3 separate regions of the Mus musculus genome follow, and regions 1 and 3 are each linked to region 2. The links are chromatin contacts, called in public HiChIP or PLAC-seq and promoter capture Hi-C maps. All regions are on one chromosome and are shown on one strand. The core of a region is the stretch at or near the end of the contact, and the rest is flanking DNA. Distances in the headings are between cores, read along the strand shown. Region 1 holds the start of Abcg3 (ATP binding cassette subfamily G member 3). Region 2 holds the start of Klhl8 (kelch-like 8). Region 3 holds the start of Arhgap24 (Rho GTPase activating protein 24).

Region 1 (4,000 bases), core at 132-2,631, 1.1 Mb before region 2:
CTAACAGGATCATAGGCAAAAGCTTCCCTAAGACTAAGAGAAGGCACAAGAAGCACACAGAACACCAAATAGACAAGACCAGAAAAGACATGTTCCAGCATGTGTACACACCTACATCACACACGTACACCACACAGATCCTTAGTACCTCACCGTCACAACCGGCAAACTTCCATTTAGTAGTTATTCCCAGAAAGCGAGAGGATTCACTTAATGATACTGTCTTCCTACCAAACCAGAAAATGTAGGCTTGTAATTGAGTCTCAAAGCTCTCAGCCATGGCTGGAGAGATGGCTCCATGGTATAGAGCACTTGCTGTTCTTTCCTGAGGATCTGGGACATGGGCGGTCACAGCCATTCGTAACTCTAGTTCCCGGGGATCTAGAGATCTCTCTGGCCTCCGCAGGCACCGGGTGTGGAAGTCATACACAGACTTACAAGAGAGATTTTAGTCAGGTTTGAGGTACAACCATCTCCTTCATTTCAGGACAGGTGGCCACATCTAGAAGCTAAAACTGTAGAACCGGGCGGGGTAGGGTGGGGCTGGGAGTCGGGCGCCGACTTAATGTCCCTTCTTAATCCATGCTTGAATGTTAAAAACGTCTTGAGTACTGAAATTTTACTTGGATGACTTCAACATTGGCTTAAGGTTCGTCCAATGCTATACACGCACACGCACACGCACACACACACACAGAGCAGTCTGACCCAAGTAAACAGTCCATACTTAATCACTGTGCCCTCTTCTTGCTCTTTTTCAGATAGAGTTCGATGTTTAGGCCTGGCACACAAACTCCCAACCTCCTGTCCCAGCCTCTCGATTATAGGGATTACAATCGTAAACACTGAATTATTTCTTAATTGGTCTCTTCAGTTATAAAAAGAAGCTATAAATCAAATTATATTAAAAGCATGGGCACTTAACAAAACATATCCTTTGTCGTCCTGACCCATTGTTTGTCCTGTTCTGTGATAAGCATATATTCATCTCCTGTTTATTTTATCCCATTTGTTAAACAAAACAAAACAAAATTCAAAAACAAAAAACAAAAAAAATTCAAAACACACCACAGAAACTGTTACTTTCGCTTTGTCTTTTCCTGGATGCTGGCTTCTCAGAGTCCAATGTGAGCCTGAATTAGGGCAAAAAGTTTGCCCAGGTTTCCGGATCTGGCTGAACCCCTAGGTGAGCCCTCACCCCAAGACGCCACTCCAACCACGCCCCACAGAGACTCCCCCCTTCCCGCCCCTGCACCAGGACTCGCCCCTGCCCCTTTCCCCATGGCTTGGCCCCGCACCTGTCCCAAAGGGGGCCCCAGCCCCAGGGCTCCCCTGATTGCATCTTCCCCATGTCGCGCCCCACCCTCCCTTCCGCCCCACTGCCTGCTACTTCCTCTGCTCTCTTCGGGTTCCCTGCTCCTGACCACGACCACAGAGGCTCCAAGAGCTCTGCAGAGCAGAAGCCAGAGCCTCTTGCACCTTCCAAAGACCCGAGCTGCAAATCTTCCTGTGCAAGTAGCAACCTGAGCCCCTGCATTATCTCACAGTGGTGAGTGTGGGTGAGCAGGATGCAGAAGAGTGCAAGAGAGGGCTGGGAAACCCACTGCAGCTTCATTTGCAACTGTGAAATGCAAAGCAACTTGGTTCATAGAGGGTCTCTGTTTGGGTGGGTTAGCAGTGTACAACTTTTGATTGCCAAATGTATGAAGGCAAACACAGTTGGTGTTGGGCAGGTAAAAGTTTTACTGGTAGCAGAGATACCAGAAGTGCATGAGATATTTGTTAACACCGTTACTTTAAGGGAGCTGGGCAGTTTATAATTTTTTCTTTATCCCATGATATGAAATTTGTCAGGCAATCTCTAATTCGATATACAGATATTTACCAACTTCTTGCGACTCTTCCTCAGATAGTTCAGAAAAGGTTTCAACAGACAGAAAAGTTAAAGACCAGAATTATTAGACTGCAAACCTTTTAGTGGATTGTGTATCTATAATCTGTTTTATTTTCTTCCCTAATACTAGAAGTGTGGTCACTCCTTAGGGTGTTAACATGTGCCTCGCCAACTTAGTGTGTTCTCTTGCATCAATGTGCACTAAGACACAAACACATGCAGAACGTATTTTTGCATGTACCGTGGTTGAGCATCCGTGTAGCATTTGAGAAGAGAAGAAATATCATAAGCAGAAATAAAATGCAAACTAGAATGGAGGGCTTCCAGAAGCCATGGACATGGAGAGATCAGAAGGGGCCCAGTGCACTGAGGGACCCTCCAAGGTGAAAGTTGCATTTTTAGATGATTGATTTGTTTTTGTTTTGTTTTGTTTGTTTGTTACATGTATGCAGGTGCTCTGCTTGCATGTCTGGAGCCCACAGAGGCCTGTGAGGGCCCTGAAGCCTCTGGATCTGGCGTTGTAGGTGTTGTAAGTCCCTCCCTGCATTATGCAGGCGCTCAGAATAGGAAGAGTATGTGCTCTTAATTGCCGAGCCATATCTCTGGCCCCTTAAGTTGCTTTCCTGTGACCATAACAAGAAGGGGTTGCTCAGCCCCACAGCTCAAGAACAATAAGGGAAGCGCATTGCTTTTCAGAGAGGCTTTTGCCAGTTTGCCTTTGAGGGAACGTTCTTGCATGTGTTAATTTGGGATGTAGAAGAGACTCAAAGGAAGACTATGCTACGAACCATCCCATGATGCCAGCAGCAGCACTCATGCCAGGGTAAACTGTGGCTGTCATTTTCCTTACCCTGTGTGGTACAGACAGGTCTTACCTAAAGACAAACTGAGATGTCCTATGCAGTTAGGCAAGTCTCATGTTCTGGAAGTATTTGGTAAATACTTACCTTGTAGTCGCATTGCATATACTTTGGGGCACCATGTGACATTCAGTACATGAAAGCTATGATCAGTTCAGCACAATTTTCCTGTCATCACAGACAGTTTGTTGACTATTTTTTATTTAAATTTAGTTGTAGTTAAAAACTGTTTGAAGTAGGAAGGCTTAGAATGAGCTGCTTAATTAGAATTACTTAATTACTCCATTGTGTAAATATACCACATTTTCTGTATCCATTCTTCTGTCCCTTCAGCTTTTTCAATCCATCCCTTAACTCTTTCATAGAGGTCCCTGACCTTAGTCCAAGGGTTGGCTGTAAGTATCTGCATCTGTCTCAGTCAGCTCTGCTGGTAGAGCCTCTCAGAGGACAGCCATGCAGAGGGGTAGGGGCATGAGGTGAACAACTCTGGGAGGGGAGACCAGGAGGAGGTAACATTTGGGTATAAATGAACAAAATAATTAATTAAAAAATTATGATGACCTCATCTTGCATGACCTGCAGGATATGACTGAGAGACCAAAGAAGAACTTTTTTATTAGAGTAGAATCCTGAACTACAGACTGAAGACAGGAAACTTGTGTCCCCTGCCAGCAAGCACAGCACGGCATCAGTAACAGTGTCAGGGATTGATGCCCAACCATGCATGGGATAGGTCCCGAGCTGGGCCAGTCACTTGACTGCCTTTCCTACAGTCTCTGCTCCATTTTTGTCCCTGCAGTTTAGCTCAGACCACACTCATTGAGACCTGGGAGTCTCTCACCGCCCAGGTGTCTGGGCAATTTTTTTTCTTTTTTCCTCTCCAAGAGCAATAATTCATCACCTTGTTATTGAAGCTCTGGTAGTTTATATTTCAGTTCATTTAGTCTGCTGGAGACGCTTTTCCCTGAATTTTAAAACTTTATCTGCAAAGTTCCAAATTTCCATTTTTAGAAACTCCAGCTGGGCAGTGGTGGTGCACACCTTTAATCCCAGCACTTGGGAGGCAGAGGCAGGTGGATTTCTGAGTTTGAGGGCCAGCCTGGTCTACAGAGTGAGTTCCAGGATAGCCAGGGCAACACAGAGAAACCCTGTCTCGTAAAACCAAAAACAAAAAACAAAAAACAAAAAGACAAAACAAAAACAAAAACACCTCCATATTTATTGCTCAGATATAAAAACAATAATC
Region 2 (4,079 bases), core at 582-3,081:
TGATTACATGGGTACCGGACAGAAAACTATCATTAATTTATTAGCATAAAATGAGCCACGGAGCCAAGGCCAGGAAAGGAAGACACCAATGTGTCTTGGAGGTAGAGCACAGGAGGTAATTGCTTTTTGTTTCCGTTTTTTTCTGTTTTGGTTTTTTTAGACAGGCTTTCATTGCTGTAGCCCAGGTTAGCCCGAGGTTATCATTATGTAGCCCAGGCTGGTCTGGAACGCTTGCTCTGCCTCCTGAATGCTGGGATTCCACAACTCCTGGTTCAGAGAAGTTTAAACAAGTAAGACTGGCATAGAGGAAGGGGATGGTCAGAGTCCATGAGTGGGCAGACAGGGATACAAGCCAGTGAGGTGCTGCAGCAGGGAGGTGATTGTCTTGATGGTTCATTTTCACGCTGAGACGTTCCGCAACTCTGTCCAGACTTTCCTGCTGCTGCCTGCAAGCTTCATCTCCTTTACAGATGAAGATGAAATTGTCTTCTTGATTAAGTTTTCCGAATCCATTTGCAGACAGCATCTGAAATGTTGGTGGAGGTTTAAAGCCTTTTAATCCAGGATTAGAGGGGGAGACTTAAAATATAAAATGCAAATGCCGACTGGGATTTAACATTACCGTTTATTCCCACCCAGTGCAATCAGATAATTACTCAGGAGGTGTCATCACATCCTTTCTGGTTTTAATTCATAGAGATCAGGGTAGGGGAGTCTAATATCCTCTGTTTATGAACCAGCTTGTGTATTCTCAAATGAAGCTAAGAAAAATCTCTAGATTTAGAAAACCACATGCTTCGTTTCTTTTTAGTTTATCTTCACTTTATAGATATGTAAAATAATTAGGTGAAATTGTTGTTATGGATGTATCCCTCTAAGGACAGGTCCTTGTCCTGGCTGCCCCGCTCCCTCGTTTTTTCCCCATTTGCTATGAATATTTAACTTTAAGATTTATTATTATTATTATTATTATTATTATTATTATTATTATTATTATTTTTGCCTGAACCCGCTATGCCAACAGAAATTCCTCTCTAGGTCCAGAGTTGTAGCAATTTATTCTCACTGTACCGAAATACGTGACCAAAACCACTTGAGGAAGAAGGATGGATTTGAGCTCTCTGTTTCAGGGGACTTCGGATCCTCATTTTCGAGGAGCCCTGCAGAAGTGGCCCTAAGGCAACGGTTCCCACCCGTGGGTGATGTTTGAGCAGGTTCTGGGACCTTTGGGGTCTAGCTGGCACAAGCAAACCAGTGCAAGTGAGCAGGTGATGACACCTGTCTCCTTCAGGCCCAGCTGGAGTCTCTGTGGTTTGCCTAGGCTGGATCCAATTTGTATCTTTATATCTCAGCCACAGGAACAGCTGACCTTATCTTCCTGCACCAAGCCACCTGGTCTATGGCTACATTTCGAATATGCTTTGAAGATTCTGGAAGCTTCAGAATGCCCTGGAAAAAAAGAGTTCAGGGAACTATCCTAATATATGCCCTTGCTCTTTTTCCCTACATTTCCAGCAACTTTACTGAGAGTTTGCCTTATCTCACCAGTTTATACTAGCAATTGTGTTTAACACTCGGTATTTAGTTCAATTACTTCCTTGCTTTGCAGACACAAGCTGTTTTGTATACATTTTGCAGAGCATGAGATAAAACTGATAGGAATAGCTATAAAATCTGGGATATTCCCCACGCAGGGGATGAATACTGGGAGGGATGGAAGGGAAACGCAGGCGCGCTCTTCAAAGAGGCAACAGAGAACTACATTTCCCAGAGTGCGGCGCGCAGCACGCTCGTGCCTCACCACCCCGCCCCGCCCCGCCCCGCCCCCGCGGCTCTCAAGAGCGCTCGGCCGAGCCGGGCACGAGCGAGCGGTCGGGCCGGTGAGCGCGTCCCCGGGGTGTCCAAGCGGGGCTGGCGCGGCGCCGGCGCGGAGCGGGTGTGGCGGCTCGGCCTGCGCGGCGGCCGCGGACAGAGGTAACCGCTGCGTTATCCCGCGCGCGGGTCTCAGCCTGGAGCGGTCACCCGCGCTCGCGTCGGTGAGGAGCTGCCGGGCGGCGCCGGCGCCTTCCCTCGGGGAACCGAAGGGATCCGGGCGGGCCTCGCGGGCCGCGCTGTCCTGAGCGGCGGCGCAGGTGCTCGGGGTCCGGGTTGGGCGACTTCAGGGGTGTCCCCCTCCCGGGGTTCGCGGGGCTCCTGCAAAATCCGTACCCGGCCGGGTGGCGCTGCTCCAGGCTGAGCTCGTGGCTTGCTCCAGGGAGGGTCCCCGATTTGTGGACACAGTTTGGGGTTCCCAACCGTCTCCCGGGCTTGCACGGCCCTGATGTTACGGTTTGGGGAGCTTGTTACCTTCCTTTTCCTGCAGGCAGTATTTATTATCATGCATTTCGTGGAAATCCTCGCAGTTTTGAATATTCTTGCCAACCTGCTTTAATTGCCTACCTTTATATTTTGCTTCTTACCTTAAGGTATTAGCGTAGGCAGATACTTTGGGCAATAGGTCTTACTTAGAACCTGGGTTGCCACAGTAATTAACCTGCCAGGTACACGTGGGTTTTTTTTCTTTTTTTCTTTTTTCTATTTAATGCTGTTCTCTCTCTCTCCCCGCCCCCCCCCCCCTCGTTAATTGTTTTCAGTCTTGTTTCCCCATCTTCCGTGAGCCCTGGCCGTGCTAAGGGGCGGGTGGGGTACGTTTAGTTGAGCAGAGACCCTCTGCTAGTGCTACCAGAGCTTGTGAACTGCGTGCAGGTAGCTTTATCATTAGCCTTTGCTTCTCTGCCTGCTTTCTCCTGGCACCTATTTTTTGGTTTGTCAGTCAAACCAACTGACCTACTTAAAACTTTAGTCATGTTGCCTTGAAAATACCAAATAGTTGGAACACAAGTATAAAAAGAAGTCACAAGATGCTGTATTCAGCTGTATGCGCTTGGATTTATATTCATTCTTATATTTTTCTACCCCTCCTCTCCTATTCTACCCCTCCCCCTCCACTCTACCTCCCACCCCCCAACCTTGAGCATGCCGGGAGAACACACTACTTACCACTGAGTACATCTCCAGTCTGAATTTTTACGTTTAAAACTATTCTTTTAGCATTTGATAACTGTTAGTGCTATTAATTTGTAACGTTACACATTCCTTAATAAATTCCAAATCCTAATTTGAAGTCACAGCGAAAGCTAACCAGAGTGTATAATTTCCCCATTCCTACAGAAACCCAACCTCCCTGTTGTAAAGTCCCTCGTGGTATCAGAACCTACACTGATGTTTCATGATCTCTCAAAATTCTGTCCTTTATGTTAGGGTTCAAATAGAGTGCTTGCCTAACCTGGGTTTCATGTCCAGCACTGCACAAACTGGATGTGTCGGTGTGTACCTGTGATCCCAGTACTTGAGAGACAGGAGAGCCAGAAGCTGAGAGTCATCATCAGCTACACTGAGTTTGAGACCTGCCTGGGCCTGTCTTGTCTCAAAACAGCAGCAGCAAAATCTAAACAAAAGGCTAAAAATGGGTATTTAAGCTTTTCCCCTCCTTCCCTTCTTCCTTCCTTTCTCTTCTTTCAGATTTTCGAGATGGCATTTCTGTATAGCCTTGACTGACCTAGAACTAGCTAGCTCTATAGACTGGCTGGCCATGAACTCAAGAGAGATCTCCCTGCATCTATCACCAGAGTCAGCATTGGCATATGCTACCACCACCCAGCTTAAGCCATTTCTTATGTCTGAATTTTCAACAAATAATTTATTTTTGTATATAAAGAGTTAAAAACATGAGCAGGAACAAATGTTTCCTAAAAAAACAAAAAGCCATGATTTTTAGTGGTAGGCTTTTTAGTATAATTATATCTTTCTCTGGAAGAAAGTTTTATATTAAGTAATGAAATAAGAGGAAATCGGATATTCAAATCTTCTAATTAAAAAACGTTTTTGCAGTGCTGGAGATTGAATACACTAATTGCTGTTTACTGCGTCCTGGGCCAGCATCTCATGTGTGGTCGGTCAGCCTGTTTGCTCTGCTCTGAGGAGGTATAATAGTGGACTGAGCTCAGGTCTGCAATTAGTTCTTGGGTTAAAATCCCTGC
Region 3 (4,132 bases), core at 424-2,923, 1.4 Mb after region 2:
GGTAGGCACTCAGGAAAAATGAAAAGGTGGTTATGATTAAGTTCTCTTGGAAGGTGAAGTATTCCCAGAGAAGATGAAGTAAGTACTGGGGAATTTAGAGGGAGATTGAGAACCCACAAGCCTCGGGTACCTTTGTATTTGCTTCCTAATGATTCTGCATGTTTTATGATGCCCAGTTCAATACCAACATCACTTCTTGACCTTAAGGGCTAGTTTTGAGCTCTAATTAGAGTCAGGGAACGAACGGATTGAATCTGCCTACCCATCTATCTCGGCAATCCTGTATAGCTTTTAAATACCACTGCAAATGTCCCCAGATTCGAATCAGTTTCTCTTATTTAGTAGTAGACCCAACAAGACAAAACTTTATACTTATGAGTAAGCAAAGCTTTTACACTTTGTATATTTCAGGCACCTCACCTGACTTTCTCATTTCCTTTTTGAAGAATGGGATGAAACAGTGATGTTTTGGAAGCTAAACGGGACTAATCTGTAATATGGTGAGTAAAGGGACAAAAACAAACACACTAGGGAGAGACTTACTCAGATGAGTTGGAACAGATTACAGTGGAGCCAGGAGCTGGGTCACTAGCCCATATTAGACAGCCTAGCATCTCAAAGGCATTCCGCCTAATAATCTCTCTTTGAGGACTTTCACAAGAAATACTGCTAAAGTTATCTTTAATAAGAATGTACTGCCTGCTTCTCTTTTAAAGTAGGTGGATACCTCCTCAAAATACTACTCCTTCAAGAAGTCTAAACCCATCTGTGTGTCTTAAAATCCACCGAAGATTACCACTTTCCGGTACAATAGTAACACAATATATACTGAAATCTACCTCCACACGCCAGTTGTCTAGGCAACTCTGAAACTAGCTAAAACATCAGCAGATGAAAGGAGAAGGTAGACGGCGGGAGTAGAGACTGTATCAGTTGCATTTGTTTTGTAAGTCAGAAACACAAGATGCCTGCTTGTTGTGTTTTACACGCAAGCGAGTGCTCTCGCGCGCGCGCGCACGCGCACACACACACACACACACACACACACACACACACACTGAACCAGTATGGTCCCAGCGTTGCTCCTGGCTCACAGCAGTTACCTCCCTATAGCCTGAAGCTGCTATCCACCCACCCTCCGGGTGGTTTCTCCCCCCCTCCCCCCAAGCCCCAGCTCCACAGCAGCAATCAAATCACCTACCCTGCCAGGGATGCCGGACCTACAAGGGATGGCTGGCGGCTGCTCCGATGTCCAGGCTCCTAGGACTGGCCTAAAGATGAGTTCCAGTCGGCAGGGTGCCCTTTACTTCCCAGGGCGAGCGCAGAACCCCATTCGCCAGGCCTGCGTGCTGCTCTCAGAGGAAGCCCGGGCAGCCCCAGAGCCACAGCTGCATGGAAAGTTGGGGGGGACTCCCCCAGCAGTCGCTGTCTCGCTCTAGTTCTGTCCCCTCTGCAGCCTGGGCGGCCCCGCGGCCCCGTGATTCCCTTCCGAGTCCCACCGGCTTTCTCTCACCCGGGCTGAATTGCCACATGCACTTGAGAAATCCTAGCAGTTGCGCAAAGAGTCAAGAAGTTAGAAAGAGTGATTGTGTGTGAATGTGTAAATATACAGTACAAGAGGCTGGAACAACTGAGTGGGGCCAGCCCGCAGACGCAGCCGGGTTTCGGGTTTCAGTTGGCAGCTGGCGGCTTCAGAGGACCCAAGCAGCACTGGTGGGGTGGCGGGAGCCCCGCCCTGCACGCCAGCCTCACCTCCAGAGCAATGCTGGGCGGGCGCCCCATCAGACACCACTGCCTGGGCCCTCTGCAGTTGGCTGCGTTCATTTCAGCCCAAATGCAGCATGAGGGCATGCTGCTCACAGATCTGTGGCTATGGGTGAGAGAATGTAAGGAACCCAAAGCCCCCACTCTTGTGTTCCTTCAGCAAGCCTCACACACTGGTTATGCGCGCCCTGCCACCATCTCTGCCAAATCTTATTTCTCCAGCTTAAGCTTTATTCCTAAAAACGTATTTAGATGAGTGTGCTCTAGTCAGGCATTTCGAGAGATGTTAAGTGTAATAAACCGTCTTGACATGCTTTTAGAGTTCTCAGAGCAAGGTGGCAAATATATTCCTGATATAGACTGCCCCAGCCCCCAGCCCCCAGCCCCCAGCCCTCCCCACTCCCACCCACTGAGCGCTTACTGTTCTAGGTGTTTGGCACTCTTAGGTTTCCTAAAGCCTGGTGTTTTGGATTTTGTCCTTTGGGATGTCCAGGCACATGCTCAGGCTGACGAGCATACAAGCCTGGATGGGCACGAATAGGTATTTTGCTTTTGTTGCCGTCAGGTTTCCGGGGCGGGGGTAGGGATGAGTCTGCTCCATCCCAGGCCGAGGTCCCACTAGAAAATTGATTTTTCTGGCAGGAGACACCTCAGCCCTTTAATGAATGAAATTAAGTTCGGGGGGGGGGGGAATAAGCTCTTTTGCCTGATCCTTTAAAATGTGTGTAGAACCCCTAGCCAGAAGCCATGTGGCCTGTGTTTCTAATTGGTGGGATAGATGACCTTCAGCGGCTCACAAGGCCTTGCATGTTGTAATGGCGGACTGTTAACACTGTCAAGTGACAGCCTGTGGGCAGTTCTAAATGAGAACTGCAAAACAATGAGATTAACCAAAATGAAATCTGCACACATTCCATGCCCTGAGAGCCCCTGGAAGACAAGTGTCAGTAGGTATGATTCAAGACTGTGACATTTCAAAAAGGCAAGACTGCTATTAGGTTGGGAGCCTACTTTCTGGTTATAACAAATGTTACCACAGCAATTCAGACCCAAGGTGACACAAATTAAACTCAGGGAGGCTGCCCGGCAGATCCCAGGCTGAGAGATTAAGATACATCCCATCCTTGTGTCCAAGGCCTTTGGCCTTCACACCTCTGTCTCCATCGTTTCCACTTGACACCATCTCACCAGCCAGTGTGATGTATGGGGTTCTTAGGCTAGAGAGAACACAGAAAGAGAAAGGGGAGGGTTGTCATGGAGACGGCAGATGAGGTAAAGGAAGAGTTCCATCTGCTAAGAAGGACCACAGACCCTTCTACAGCCAAGTACACTAGTGTATAACTAACAACGCTGGTGCTGCACTGAAGCCTGCTGGGATTGACATAAAAATCTGTGACTAGGGAATGTAACACTTGCTGCTTCCTGGATTCTGATTGCACCACTCACCCCCGGAGAGGATTAAGTATGTTTGGGACGCTGCTTTCCTGTGCCCAGTAACAACTTTAAAGAAGAGATAAATCCTGGAACCAGCGGGCAGACATTTGATTCTCACCAGAGGTGGTGGCTTCTGAGAAGTGATGTCTCTCCTTCAGCTCTGGGGAGTCTGCAGAGGGTGTGGCCAAAGGGTCATTTGAAGTAATGGTGTCAAGTTAACTTTAATCCTGAGGGTGAAGCATAACTCTGCAAACCCTAGAACTAATTCAGAGGGACAAACAAACTTTTAGGAATCCAGAGTCCTAGGCACCTACTGGAGCGTCTAGGAAAAGAAAGCCAGCTATGGAAGGCAGGTAGGCCTTGGGGCACACAGTCCATCCGTGGAAGACATGGAACACCTTCAGGACCAGAAGTTCTCCAGAGACTAGAAAACAATTAGGAAGAAGACAAAGGAAAGAAGATAACGGCCTCGCATCTGAACAACTTGTCTGGGTGTCAAGGACAGAAACATCACCCAACCAGAAAGTCCCCCTGGACAGTGCTCCTGTTAGGCCAGGCTGCATTAGGAATTCAGTGAAGGGGGACAGGATAGACATTTGTAAACTCCATGGGTCCAGTGTTTTCACATATGACTAGTTACTATTAAACAAGTATGGAATGAAAATGTAATTTAATGGGATTTCCTCATTTAAAATAAAAATGCCTTCTCATTAGATTCCTTACCAGATTCCTTGAAACCCTTAGCATAGAGTTAGTCATTGTCCTGCCACCCAATTGTTCATTAATATCAGAGACTAGGCTCTTTAATTATGTTTTCATTGGGGAAAACATAAATTCCTAAGAGGGCAAAACACACAGTAACAAAACAGAACAGTCAAGACTTGCCAAACTCCTTGCATTTCCTACTGACTCTTGGCAACAGAGCAGAATTTGT

What was found. Promoter capture Hi-C pulls out the DNA fragments that hold promoters and counts their contacts. HiChIP or PLAC-seq counts read pairs in DNA pulled down with a chosen protein or histone mark.
Region 1: a contact with region 2 is called in an H3K27ac HiChIP or PLAC-seq map of microglia, with 6 times the contacts expected there. The contact joins the promoter of Abcg3 here to the promoter of Klhl8 in region 2. A contact is called at or near these places in 1 of 39 promoter capture datasets (pre-B cells) and 1 of 115 datasets of contacts at active chromatin or transcription factors (microglia).
Region 3: a promoter capture Hi-C map of pre-B cells shows a contact between it and region 2, with 4 times the contacts expected there. The contact joins the promoter of Arhgap24 here to the promoter of Klhl8 in region 2.

What each region holds. Positions count from the first base shown.
Region 1 is chr5:104,980,098-104,984,097 of GRCm38.p6, reverse strand. Abcg3 (ATP binding cassette subfamily G member 3) reads left to right here and starts at 1,381. Exons shown (of 16, transcript NM_030239.2): 1 at 1,381-1,549.
Region 2 is chr5:103,909,011-103,913,089 of GRCm38.p6, reverse strand. It overlaps Klhl8 (kelch-like 8), which reads left to right and starts at 1,831. Exons shown (of 10, transcript NM_178741.4): 1 at 1,831-1,974.
Region 3 is chr5:102,478,932-102,483,063 of GRCm38.p6, reverse strand. It overlaps Arhgap24 (Rho GTPase activating protein 24), which reads right to left and starts at 1,673. Exons shown (of 10, transcript NM_029270.2): 1 at 1,202-1,673.